2 separate regions of the Mus musculus genome follow, and region 1 is linked to region 2. The links are chromatin contacts, called in public HiChIP or PLAC-seq maps. All regions are on one chromosome and are shown on one strand. The core of a region is the stretch at or near the end of the contact, and the rest is flanking DNA. Distances in the headings are between cores, read along the strand shown.

Region 1 (6,556 bases), core at 93-2,592, 100 kb after region 2:
ATGCAGAGGTCAGAGGAGGAGTCAGTCCCCTCCTTCCACCACATGGCTCCTGGGAATGACCTCAGGTTATCAGCCACCCGGACAAGCTGAGCCGTCTCTCTGGCCCTCTTTTCTGTCTTTCTTTTGTGAGACAATGTTTCATGTAGCACAGGCTGATCTCAATTCCCTAAGTAGCGAAGGCTGCCCTTGGTTTTCTGATCTCCCTTTTTCTTACCTCTGAGTACCAGGTTACAGGTGTGCACTCTAAGGCCTGACCTTTCTTCTGAGACATCAGGTGACTGATCACTGGGTCCCTCAGACAGGGGCATAGTCACCCTGGAGGGCTCTCCTAGGGAATGTCTGTGGAATAACTAGCAAGCAGAGTCCTCACTGCTTCCCGCATGGCCCTAGTTTTATTACCAGTTGCAGAGGTTCCTCATTCCATATCCTGAACTCAATTCCCAGCAAACAGCTCTGAGAACATGGCCCGGGTTGGGATATCTGTGTGTGTCCCACACTTCCAGTTTAGCAGGTTAAGTTAAAAGAAAACAACACCCCAGAAGCTAGAAGTAAGTACTGTTGGTGGGGGGGATAGGGAAGGTGAAGAACTGAGGGAGTCCTGTGTAGTTAAGAAAAGGAGGTGACAGCTACAGCAGGAAGGCCTGGGTTCCGGAAAAGAAAATGCCCCGGAGAGGGTGGAGAGCTGGGATTGCCAAAGTAGGGAGTCTTCCAGAGCCTAGGTCCCCGACGGCAAACCCTAGAGCCCACCTGAGCCAGAACTCCGGGTGAGCTGTCAAGGAAGCGAGACAGGAGGTTCACTCCAGAGACCCGGAAACTGTTCCCTCCCACACCGAGCTCTCCATGGGCCATGCTCCAGTGTGGGCCTCAAGGGAAGGGGTTTCGGCGACCTGCAACCATCCCGAGTGACCCCGGCGCCCCAACCTCGTGCCTTCCCTGCGGCAGTGCCTGGGAGGGTCTTAAAGATTCCCAGAGTCCCGAGCGCTTCTCCAGGCTCGGGACAGTCCCGCCACCATTCAGCTCTAGTCCCCTCTCTCCTAACCAGCAAGACTCCTCCCAACCCCTGTCCCTAGTGCCATTTCCAGCTTCCGAGGTCAGCTCTCTCCAGCAGCTCCAGGAAGTGGATCCTTTGCGGACCACAGGGAAGACAGGGCGACTCCCACAAAGGGCAGCCCCCCTCCGGACCCCTGCAGGTACAGCCCACGCCCCTCGGGTCCCCGTCCCCTCCCTCTCCTCACAGCCTACCATCCTGCAGCCTCCAGCCCGGTGCGTCCCTCTCCGGCCACCGTAGAAGCCAGCTCCACTCCCAGTCGGATTCTTTTCTTTTCCCTCCCTCTCCGCTTGAAGCCCCGCCCCAAGGCCTCGCCGGCTCCAAGCACGGACGCATTGCGCAGGCGCCAACGCTGCAGCGACCCACCCCCATCTCATCCGGCGCGCAGGCGGGGCTGGAGGCGGAGAAGCGGAAACCATGGCAACCAGGTCCTTGACTTCAGTTTTGCAAAAGCCTGGTCGTCATGGTAACAGGGCTGTCTTGGTGGGTTGATTGGAGGATGGGAAGGGAGGGGGTAGAGGACAATGAGGACTTCGAGCTTTGGAGCATTTGTGGGGGAAAAAGGCGGGAAAAGGGTGAGAGGTGTATGCACGATCTTTGGAGCTGATGAAGAAGTTGGGAGGAATGATGTGGAAAACATCAGTCAGAGGGTGGTGATGGGCAGGATGAGGGAAATAGAGACCGGTAGGCTAGGAGAATAAAGAGTTCAAGGACAGCTCAGGGTTCCAGAGCAAGCAAGATCCTGTCCCCAAAGCAAACAAGGCAGGTGTGGTGGTGTATCCTGTGATCTCTACACTTGGAAGGCAGAGACAGGAGTTCAGCTGCAGCTACATGGCACGGTCTTGACCACCCAAGGCCACAGAGAGCCTGTCTCCAACAACAACAACAACAACAAAAGTGACACAAAACAGTGCAGATATGATGGTTCGGATTGTAAAGATGTTTCCCCAAACCCACAAGGTGGAAAGAAAGAACTGACTCCTGCAAATTGTCCTCTGACCTCTGTATAAGCAAGCACCCTAGCTTGTATACACCACACACACACACACACACACACACACATATATACACACACACACAGACAGACAGACATGGTCACAGGCAACACAAAATACACTTGTAAAATGTAATCTTAAAAAAAAACTAAACCAGGGATAAAAATCAGGGATAAAAAAATTGTTGAAAATGGGAATACTGTAACAGGAATATAAAGAATGGGAGGAAATTGTAAATTAAGGAGAAAGGGGAAGAAATGAAGAGAATCTTATAGTATTAAAGGGGTGTGGTGTAATCCCCATAGCCAGAAGGCTACAGCCAGCCTAGACTACACAGTGTGGCTCTGTCAAGCAAGCAAGAGTGGGATTCCAGAACTGGGTGTGGTGAGGCAAGTCACAATCCCAGCCCTGCAGAGGCTGAGGCAGGAAGAGCAAGAGGTCATGACCAGTTTTGGGGCTATGGAGGAATATGTGTGTGTGTGTGTGTGTGTGTGTGTGTGTGTGTGTGTGTGTGTGTGTGTGTACCAAACTGGATGTGCTGGTATACACCTATTATGTGATTATTTGGAAGGTACAAGCAGATGTACTAAGATCAAGAGTTCAAAATGACTCTTGACTACATAGCTAGTTCATTTTATGGACTGAGACACAATGTCAAAAAAAAAAATCGTTGAGCAACAAAACAATTTAGCCAGGCATTATTGTGCACATGCCTGTAATCTGGTCCCTGGGGAGGCAGAGGCAAGAGGACTGGTCAAGAGGGTTCAAGGCCAGACTAGGCTATGTAAAGAGAGCAGTGGGAGCTGGGCATTGGTGATGCACTCCTTTAATCCCAGCACTCAGGAGGCAGAGGCAGGTGGATTTCTGAGTTCGAGGCCAGCCTGGTCTACAGAGTGAGTTCCAGGACAGCCAGGGCTACACAGAGAAATCCTGTCTCGAAAAGCCAAAGAAACAAAAAAAACAAACAAACAAACAAAAAACAAAAAAAACCAAAAAACCAGCGTGTGGTGAAATTGAAACCGAACAGTTTAAAGCATAGGTAAATGTGACTGTAAAAAGAATTTAAATTGTAGCAGGAGTTTTAGAGCTTTCTCTCTCTCCATTTCTCTACTCCCCTGTTTGTCCTTCTGTCTTTAGTGAAGAGGTTTGGATTTAAGGAACTCGGATTTTTTTTTGGCTGAAGGATTAACAACACAGTCCTCTTTTTATCCTCTAGAGATGGCATTCCAAGACTCCCAATCGACTCCTGAAGCCTCTGACTGTGTGAAACGGAAGCTTCCCTATACGTATAATAAAATTCAATTTATAACTTATGCAGAGAATGGACCTAAGGAACAAAACCAAGACTAGGAGCTGGAGAGATGGCTTAGTGACCAGGAGCAGATGAGGACCCTAGTCCAGTTCCCAGCACCCCCTCCCCTGTCCCCATGGGTGGCTCACAAGTGCCTGTAATTCCAGCTCCAGGAATCCAACCCCTTCTTCTGGCCTCAGGGGCACCTGTACATCCACTTGCATGTGCATACATACGCACACACATAAATAAAAATTATAAAAATTTAAAAACCCAAATGATTTTAACAATGTATAGTAACGGAGCTGCCTCTGTTATTATTTTCGCACGTTAGAATCATTCAGGAGATGAATGGGCGTTTGAAAGCAAGACTGCTCAACCTGGCTAGCAGGATGGGGTCCTCCTAAGGAATTAACGTGTGAGGATTGGACAAAGAGATGATTTGGGACAGAGGGGGACTCCTTAAGAATGGCACGCAATTTAAAGCTCACTAGGGCTGGGGATGTGGCTTAGTTGATGGACCACTTGCTTGCATACCCTGAGTGAAACCCTAGGATCTGCTCCTAGCCCAGCATAAATTGGGTGTGGTGGCAAACACCAGTAATCCCAGCCCTTAGAGGCAGGAAGATCAGGAGTTGAAAACCATTCCTCTCTATATAGCTAGGTTGAAGTCAGCCTAGGGGGTTTATGAAATGGAAACACGAGGGAGGGAGGACCTTAGCAGACCCTGCCAAGGTGTCCCCATGAACACTCAAGCCATACGAGGACAGGCCTAATATAAAAGGGAATTTATTTGGGACCTGGAGGAGGGGGTAGCAGTAGAGAAGGACAGAAGGAGAGAGGAAGTGGGGAAGAGGAACACTGGAGGGGGAGAGAGGGGGGAGGGAGGGAGGGAGGGAGGGAGGGAGGGAGGGAGGGAGGGAGACACGGAGGGTGGAAGGAAGTAGGTGGAGAGCGGTATATATGTGTATATAAGTTCTTATATGTGAGCCTCATACCTGGCTGTTGCTAGGTAACCGCAGGGCAGAGCCTAGAGAAAATGCTAACAGGGTGCATGAGACCCTGTCACACAAAAATAAAAGACCAAGGAGATGGCTCAGCAGGTAAAGGCACTTGCCACCATGCCTGCCGAGTTTATCTCCTGGCACCCACAAAGTGGAAGGAGAAAACTCATGCCCACAAGTTGTCCTCTGACCAAGTCTTAGGTGTTGTGGCCATTTCTTTCTTTCCTTTTTTTTGGTAAGGATATAAATCCTGGATTGGTTAGAAGAGAACCCAGTTCCTGTGGCAGGGTATCCTAAGATGCTTAGTCATAGGTGATCCATTCAACTCTCTCTCTCTCAGAAGAGGAAGAGGAAGAGGAAGAGGAAGAAGAAGAAGAAGAAGAAGAGGAGGAGGAGGAGGAGGAGGAGGAGGGTTGGGCTGAAAAATGGTTCAGTGATTAGAGTGCTAACTGCTGTTTCAGAGGATCCAGGTTTGGGTCCCAGTACCCACAATGGGTGGCTCACAACCACTTGTAACTTCAGTTTTACAAGATCCAAAATCTTCTGACCTCTTCGGGCACCATGTATGCACATAGTACACATAAACTCATGCGGACACAGACACAGACACAGACACACACACACACACACACACACACACACACACTAAATGGATTGTCAGGGTGGTTCAGTGACTAAAAGCACCTGCTGCCAATCATACCTGATAATCTGAGTTTGATCCCCACTCACATAGTGGAAGAATATATACTGATAGGCTTTGAGTGTGTACTCTTTCCATCTCCCTTTCTTCCCCTCTCTCTATTAAAGAGGTATGGACACTCACAATTCCCACCTAGAGTTACCATGAGTTTTTCTCAGCCCTCCATTCATAGTAAGGTGAGTGCATACACACACGCTCTCTCTCTTGCACATACAAATAAACATGGGGATGGGTGGATGCAGAGAGCTAGCCATCTGCCTGCCAAGTTTGAAGGCTCCAGAGATGTAGCCCCACACCCCTGGAAAGGTGAGAACTTCTATAATTCCTCATCCCGGTTTGCCTAACTGTGGAAAAGAGGTGGTGATTCCCAAGAGAACTGTTGGGAAGATGGGGTTTGCAGGCCGAGCTTACTCAGTGTGGGGGCTGGGCATTGCCCCTGTGTGGTTGCCTATTCTGCCTTTCCACTTGGCAGGCGGGGAAAGAGCAGGAAAATGCTGAAGTGGGTAATGGGAGGTGAGGCTGACAGTCTTATCAACTGTTCCTCTCCCTAGCCAGCATGCAGACGGTAGAGGGCTTGGCTAATAGGAACGAAACTCTGGGTTTGATTCCCAATGCCTTATATAAACAACTATGATGATATACACCTATAACCCTAGCCTTCGGGAGGCAGAAGCAGGAGGTTCAGTAGGTATTTAGCCACTACATAGTGAGTTCAAGGTGAGCTTAGACTACAGAAGATCTTATGTTATTTTTTAAGATTTATTTATTTAGTATATATAAGTACACTGTAGCTGTCTTCAGACACACCAGAAGAGGGCATCAGATCTCATTACAAATGGTTGTGAGCCACCATGTGGTTTCTGAGCATTGAACTCAGGACCTCTGGAAGAGCAGTCAGTACTCTTAACCACTGAGCCATCTCTCCAGCCCTACATGAGATCTTGTATCTAAAACAAAACAAACAACACAAGAAGAAGCCAGGACTAGAGAGAGAGAGAGAGCTCAGGGGTCCGGAGCACTTGCAGAGGACCTGAGTTTGTTCCCCAGCCCCCGTGCAAGGTGGCTCACACTCACCTGTAACCACAGCTCCTGGGATTCTCACGCTCACTCCTCAACGTCCTTGGACACCTTCAGATCCCTGCACACACTCTCACACAGACACAGGAGCGTGTAATGAATCTTAAAAACAAACAAAAAGACAAACCAGCAAGGCTTCTGTTCACGCAGGATGACAGATATAGGCTGGACTTCTAAATTGCCTGTGAATAATGAAGGCAGAGACTACCCAAGAGGGTCCTTTACTGCCGGTACCTGGGGATGTGTTAGGGTTTGATCCAGTGGGCAGTTGGGAGTAATTATGGCTATTTAGGCTGGTGAACCACATAATGAAAGTACTGGTAAGAAGCTGGGGAGACGGCTCAGTGGTTAAAGTGTTAGTCATCTATCAGCGTGTGGGGTAATTGGAAAGCATAGAAGGAGGGCCAGAGGATCACGGAGGAGACAGGTTCTGTGTATCCA
Region 2 (6,791 bases), core at 1,766-4,265:
AGTCTCTGTGGATTGGCTACGTTTTGGAAGCTGTTTTAGGCTTTCTATATATTTTCAGTTAATATCAGTCAGTCTTGGATTTCTGATGGGGTTGAGACCCTACATAGTCTCCTAGCCAAGCCAGGACAGTTCTGAGAGGATGGTTTTCAGATGGCATCCTATCTAAAGCTAAGACACAGCCAGATGTAGAATTATAAGGCTTTTAAGTAAGGATAGATGATAAGAGGTTCTGTTTAACTAACAAAGATGAAGGACTGGGTGTTTAGGTCTCTTGTACTTTATAAATTACAAAATAATGATAGTTATATTCAATTATATCTAAGATAAAATAGTCTTTTAATTGGACAGAAAGGGGGAAATGTTGTGGATAGCCCTGGGGCTAATCATATTTGATGTTAATTCTGTTCTCTGGTGAGTGGTTGGAACAAGGAATGAGTCAGCACCCAGGTGATTTCCAGTAAACCTGTTTCCCACCTTCATTTGTAAAATAAAGGAGAGCTGATGCTTGGGCAGATAAAAGGGAAGGTGGAGCAGAAGGTGGGAGGGAGAAGAAGGAGAAAATGGAAGGGGGAGAGGACGCAGAGGAGGAGGAGGAAGAAGGAGAAGATCGGAGCGGAAGCACATGGCCTGGAGATACCGCAAGTTCTAAGGGGTCTCATAGATGTGCAAGATGGTAGTGTAGCGGCAGATCTGCCCAGTCTAGGCGCACAGCTGTAATCACATGAACTGTTATGTGTTTTCTTTGCCGGGGCATATTTGGGAGGAGATTCACCGCTACAGAGGCTGGGTTGGGATGTCCTTGTCCTGGAAATCTCACGAGTCCTAAAGTCAAAATTCTCCACGGGAGTTGGGCCCGTGCCTGTTATGTGACCACCAAGCTCCCATACAAAGCCACAGGTGAGTACAGTGAATCTTCATGCCTACTTTTAAAATGCTGGGGGACTGAAGAGATGGTTCTCTGGGTAAGAGTGCTTGATGCAGGAGGATCCGAGTTCAAATCTCCAGAGCCCACATAAAACAGTCAAGGCCAAAAAATAAAAAAATAAAAAAAGCCCGGTGTGGTGGCGCACGCCTTTAATCCCAGCACTTGGGAGGCAGAGGCAGGCGGATTTCTGAATTCGAGGCCAACCTGGTCTGCAAAGTGAGTTCCAGGACAGCCAGGGCTACACAGAGAAACCCTGTCTCGAAAAACCAAAAACCAAAAAACAGTCAAGGCCACACTGTAACCCTGTGAGCTCAGGGCTGTGGAGGCAGAGTCAAATTCTGGGGCTTGTCAGGTGCCAGTCCAGCTCCAGATTCAGCGAGAGAGCCTGTCTCCAGGGCAAAAGGCTGAAGGTGATAGAGCAGGACCCTCTGCATTTGCAAATGTGGGTACGTACACATATGCACACACACAGAAAGGGCTAATGAGAAGCATCGGTGGGTAAGGGCACCTGTCACCAAGCCTGAGAGCCTGGCTCTGACCCCTGGGACCACATGGCAGAGGGAGGGACCCTGGTGCCTCCAAGTTGTCCTGTGACAACATGCAGAGTCAAACATAATCACATGCTCACACACAGCACACAGCACACATTTTAGAAAGTAAACCTGCCCTTGTTAGCTTTTTGTTACTTTGACAAAATGTCCGAGGTCTTCACCTAGAAGAGTGCATTCAAGCCCGGGTGTCGGCCCAGGCTCTGACTGCTTTGGGTCAAGGCAGAGGTCATTCATGTCAGGAAGCAGGTAGCAAACTAAGCTGCTCTCCTCCTCGAGTCTGGACCAGGGATGCTTGAAGTCTTTACAAGTCCGAAGTGATGGACTTCCTCCAACCAGGCCCCACCTCCAGACCCAAACCAGAGCTACCAGGACAGCCTAGTTCATCATTCTGTTAAATTCCTGTAGGTATGTTTGTTGTATGTGCTCGTGTGTGCAGTTGCATATGCCAATAAGGAGAGGACTTCGGCTGTCCCACCTTACTGCCTTGAGACAAGGTGTCACTACAGTACATGTGGGATCCCTTACGAAGTCCTGTCCCTCCACCACCCTGACCGTCCTGGGGTTACAGGCATGCAAACAGCCATGCTTAGCTTTTTACACCATGCTGGGAATTTGAACTAAGAGCCCCATGTTTGCAAAGCAAGCACTCTTGCCCACTGAACCATCTCTCCAGTCCTTAGTTCATCTTTTTCTGCCCCAGGGTTGCATGTAGCCCAGCTCAGGCTGGCCTCAAGCTATGTAGCCCAAATGAGCTCCTCATCCTCCTGCCTCCACCCCTCAGGGGCTCAGTCTACAGGTGTGCCCCTCAGTGCTGGTTTGCTGCCTGGTTCCTCTTGATTCTATTTTGGGCACAGAAAAGAACCTCTTACCAATCTCTCAGTGAGGATTCTAGTTCTCAGAATTTGACCAGGGGTCATTGCCATGGCTACGGAGATATGTGAAACTGTGCTTAAAAAAAAGAAAACCTTCTCTGTTAACTCTAGCCTCACACTCAAACAAAGGAAATCTCCAGGCCTGACAGCTTCATGGAGGGACTCTGCTCATATCTGAAGAAATATTAAAGGCCAAGCACAGTGGTGCAAAGCCACGATTCCAGGTCTCCAGAGGCAGGAGGATCGAGGCCAGCCCAAACTCTTTGAGAATCTCTTGAGATCTCAGAAGGAATTTTTTTTTTTTTTGAGATAGGGTTTTACTATGTAACTTTGGAACTCTCTATGTAGACCAGGCTTACCTCAGACTCACAGAGACCTGCCTGCCTCTGTCTCCTAAGTATAGAGTTCTCTCGAAATGAACATATAAAAGGTCTGGGGAGTTGGCCTCTGGAACAGGATGCACGCATTATTTAATATGTGTACAGTTCAACCCACAGCACTGAAGAGCTAAAACATGCCGAGCCAGCATAGCAATGCAAGTGGACCACAGCCCAGCTGCGGGTTCTCACCTAGCCTGGAGGAAACTCTGGGCTCCATCCCACCTGGTGCTCCAGATGTGGAGCCAGAGGATGGGAGAGTTAAAGGCCATCATGAAACTACTTAGTAAGACAAGGCCAGCAGCTCCTGCCTCTGCAGCATGCCTGCTGTGAGGACTGTTACCTGAGACCATGAGCCAGATTAACCTGGCTCCCCTGAGTGGCCTTTTGTTGTTGTTGTTGTTGTGGGGGGGGGGTGTTTGTTTTTGTTTTCTTTGGGGGGGGCTGGGAGTTGGAGACAGGGTCTCTGATGGTGCTCTAGCTGGCCTAGAATTTCTTATGTAGACCAGGCTGGGCTCAAACTCACAGAGATCCTCCTGCCTCTACCCACCTTGTGGTAGGTTTAAAGGCATGCAGCACCACAATAAGCTTGTCAGGGCATTTTTATCACAGAGCCAGATGACAATCCCACAAGGGCTCTCAGTGGTCACCTGCCTAGAATCCCCCAGGAGAGACTGGGAGCATGGCTCAGTGGTAGAGCCCCTGCCTAGAATCCCCCAGGGAGGGGCTGGGGGCGTGGCTCGGTGGTAGAGTCTCTGCCTAGAATCCCCCAGTGAGGGGCTGGAGGTGTGGCTCTCTGCCTAGAATCCCCCAGTGAGGGGCTGGGGGCATGGCTCAGTAGTAACACACCAGCGTAGTTTGGCCTAATTGGTGAGCTCTAGGCCAGGGAGAGACCCTGTTTCAAAGGTGGTAGATGTTGTTCTTAAAGATGATACCAGCCAGGCGTGGTGACGCACGCCTTTAATCCCAGCACTCGGGAGGCAGAGGCAGGCTGATTTCTGAGTTCGAGGCCAGCCTGGTCTACAAAGTGAGTTCCAGGACAGCCAGGGCTACACAGAGAAACCCTGTCTCGAAAAAAACCACTTTGGGGGTCTAGCAAGGTGGCTCATTGGTTAAGAGCACATACTTCTTTTTCAAAGGCCCTGAACTGGGATCCTAGCACCCACACTAGTGGCTTACAACCACCTGTAACTCCCACTCTGGGGTGAAACAGCACTATCCTCCAGTTTCTGTGGGCACTTGTGCTCCTGTGCACACATATAACTTTTCTTAGGAGATCTGTAGCTTAGATGACGTCCCTATGTCCCAGGTAGCTCGAAGGAGGACACCTGCTGTGTGAGAGGCTGAGGTCTCTGGGTGATCAGCACCCTAAGGACTGAAGCCAAGGGACCCATTGCCAGGCCAGCCCAGGCTATGCAGCAAGAGCTCACAGCAAGAGGCAAGAGCCTGCAAGATGCCTTAGCAGGTAAACGTGCCAGCCATCATGCCTGGTGACCTGAGTTTGATCCCCCAGACCTACAGAGAGAAAAGACTCCTACAAATTGTTCTCTGACCTCCATCCTTATATGCTAGCACATGCACACGTGCCTCTTTCCAACCACCCACCCACACAATAAAACAGAATAAAGGAAGAATGGAGGGAGGGGGCGATGAGTAGGGGTGAGGGCAGAAAGAAAATCCTAAATATAGTCTATTATCAGGTTCCACAATTAGGACTTCACTCTGACTTTGGGGATAGAAGGTGGGACACCATTCTGCCCGTAACACATATAAAGCTCAGGGTTTTGTTCCGTATTGAACAAAAACCTTCTAAATATATAGTAGCAGGGGGTGGGGAGCCTCATCTAATGAGACACGTCTTCGCAATTTTCCATTGCCTTCATCCCATCTTCAGCTGGTTAAATCAATAAAAGTCTCTGCAGTTTAAAAATACTTGAACAACTTTGACACTGGAGAACACTCGGTGCTTAGACTCGCTCTGCTTGATGGGATCTCATTTTCCAGAGGAAGCAGCCTCCGCTTAGCTCTTAGTCATCGCTGGCCTTCGAGAACATCCTCCTCAGCACCTGAATGCTCCCCAGGGTTTGGGGCGGCTGGGGCGTTTGGGGTAACGGCTATGTTAGCTTTCCTCCCCATAAGTGATGGGCTCCCCAATTTTACTTCAAAACAAAACCAAAGCCAGAAGCCGCTGAGTTTGCATTACAGTGACTTTTCCCCTCCCCCGCAAGACAAGGTCTCGGGTCTCTCTGTGTCGCCCTGGCTGTCCTGGAACTCACTCTGTTGACCAGGCTGACCTCGAACTCAGATCCGTCAGCCTCTGCCTCCCAAGTGCTGGGATTAAAGGCGTGCGCCATCCCTGCCTGGCTACAGAGACTTTTCTTTTTCTAAGGTTTATTTGTGGAGTGTGTGTGTTTAAGAGGCCAGAAAAGAGAAGCAAATCTCCTAGAACTGCAGTTATGGTGGTTGTGAACCACCCAACAGGGGCAGGCACATGATGCACAGACACAGGAGGCAGAGGCAGTGGAGTTCTGTGAGTTAAACTACAAAGTGGGTTCCGGGACAGTCAAGGCTATTACACAGAGAAACCCTGGCTCAACATGCCCTCCCCCCAAATAAAATTAAATACAAATTTAAAAAGAAAAATGGGGTCAAGGAGATAGCTCATTGGATAAAGGAATGTGCCATTAGGCCTGACAACTTAAGTTCAATTCCCCCAAATCCCACATAGTAGAAAGGGAAGAACTGACTATGGAGGCTGGCCTCCCACCTTCACACGCGTCCTGTGGCACGCATGTGCTTGCCAACACAAACGTGTACAAAAATTGGAAAAAAAAATACTATTGCACCGAAGTGTGAATCAAGCACAAACTGTTAAAACATTACCCACCTGAGGTTCCCCTATGGATGTAGAATTGTCACCCAGGGAGTGACCAAGTGTGGAGGGCCATGATCATGGATGGGAGTATTAGCAGCCAGTCTGTTAGGAGATCTCCTTGGCCTGCGGAGGAGAGAGCGGACACTGGATTTCCTCAAGCTGGATGTCTAGGCTGTTGTGAGCCATCCATGCAAGAGCAGAAAGTGTTCTTCCCATCTCTGCAGCTCCCAAGGCTTGCTCTCCTCTAAGATCCTGTTCTCACTTCTGCAAGACCTAACTCGGTCACAGACCCCTTTACAAGGGTGGCCTGACCCAAGCAGTCCCCACTAGACCTCAGTTTTGTTTTGTTTTTAAAGATGTATTTATTATTATATCTAAGTACACTGTAGCTGTCTTCAGATGCACCAGAAGAGGGCGTCAGATCTTATTACGCATGGTTGTGAGCCACCATGTGGTTGCTGGGATTTGAACTCAGGACCTTCGGAAGATCAGTCGGTGCTCTTAACCACTGAGCCATCTCTCCAGCCCCTTGTTGGTTTTTTGTTTGTTTGTTTGTTTGTCTTTGTTTTTCGAGACAGGGTTTCTCTGTATAGCCCTGGCTGTCCTGGAACTCACTTTGTAGAGCCTCTGTAGAGCCTTTGTAGCCTTTGTAGAGCCTCTGCCTCCCAAGTTCTAGGATTAAAGGCATACACCACCATGCCTGGCAGACGTCAGTTTTTAAAGATCCCACTAATGCAGTCATGTAGAGAGACACACTCCCAGCATATGAACCACTAGAGGGTCTTATGCAAGGACTATCTGCTTTCAGAGAACCAGCGGACAAAGGGTGTGTGCATGCTAGTGTTTGCTTTACTGTCTCCATCCTGTATGGTCCAAGATCCTCCTGCCCAGGGGATAGCATAATCAAGATGGGTCATCCTGGACTGGGGACACAGTAGTTAGGAGAGCTTGCTGCTCTTCCACAGGACCTGAGATCAGTTCCCAGAACCCACGTGTGGTGATTTGAATGGAAATGGCCCCATAACATCACACTATGGGGGGGGGGTGGCACTATTGGGAGGTGTGACCTTGTTGGAGTGGGTGTGGTTTTGTTTAAAGAAATGTGTCACCTGAGTTGGGTTTTGAGATTTCAAAGATGCTCAAGGCAGGCCCAATGTCATCATCCCAGATGTAGAACTCTCTGCAACTTTT

Evidence for each region. HiChIP or PLAC-seq counts read pairs in DNA pulled down with a chosen protein or histone mark.
Region 1: a contact with region 2 is called in an H3K27ac HiChIP or PLAC-seq map of embryonic stem cells, with 6 read pairs. The contact joins the promoter of Ap1s1 here to the enhancer-like site in region 2. A contact is called at or near these places in 3 of 39 promoter capture datasets (the 3T3-L1 cell line and stem cell-derived epiblast-like cells), 4 of 484 Hi-C or Micro-C datasets (adipose-derived mesenchymal stem cells, embryonic stem cells and nephron progenitors), 3 of 115 datasets of contacts at active chromatin or transcription factors (embryonic stem cells and memory CD8 T cells) and 3 of 9 other capture datasets (adipose tissue, liver and pancreatic islet).

What each region holds. Positions count from the first base shown.
Region 1 is chr5:137,044,766-137,051,321 of GRCm38.p6, forward strand. Ap1s1 (adaptor protein complex AP-1, sigma 1) reads right to left here and starts at 1,343. Exons shown (of 5, transcript NM_007457.3): 1 at 1,243-1,343. The coding sequence starts at 1,245.
Region 2 is chr5:136,940,571-136,947,361 of GRCm38.p6, forward strand. No RefSeq gene overlaps it. Among named protein-coding and RNA genes, the nearest start is that of Fis1, 18 kb to the right of the region's middle. Within about 2 kb of position 3,016, at least 13 of the 459 cell types and tissues checked have an H3K27ac peak or open chromatin away from gene starts, as enhancers often do. A contact at or near this core is called in embryonic stem cells and nephron progenitors, where this site is marked.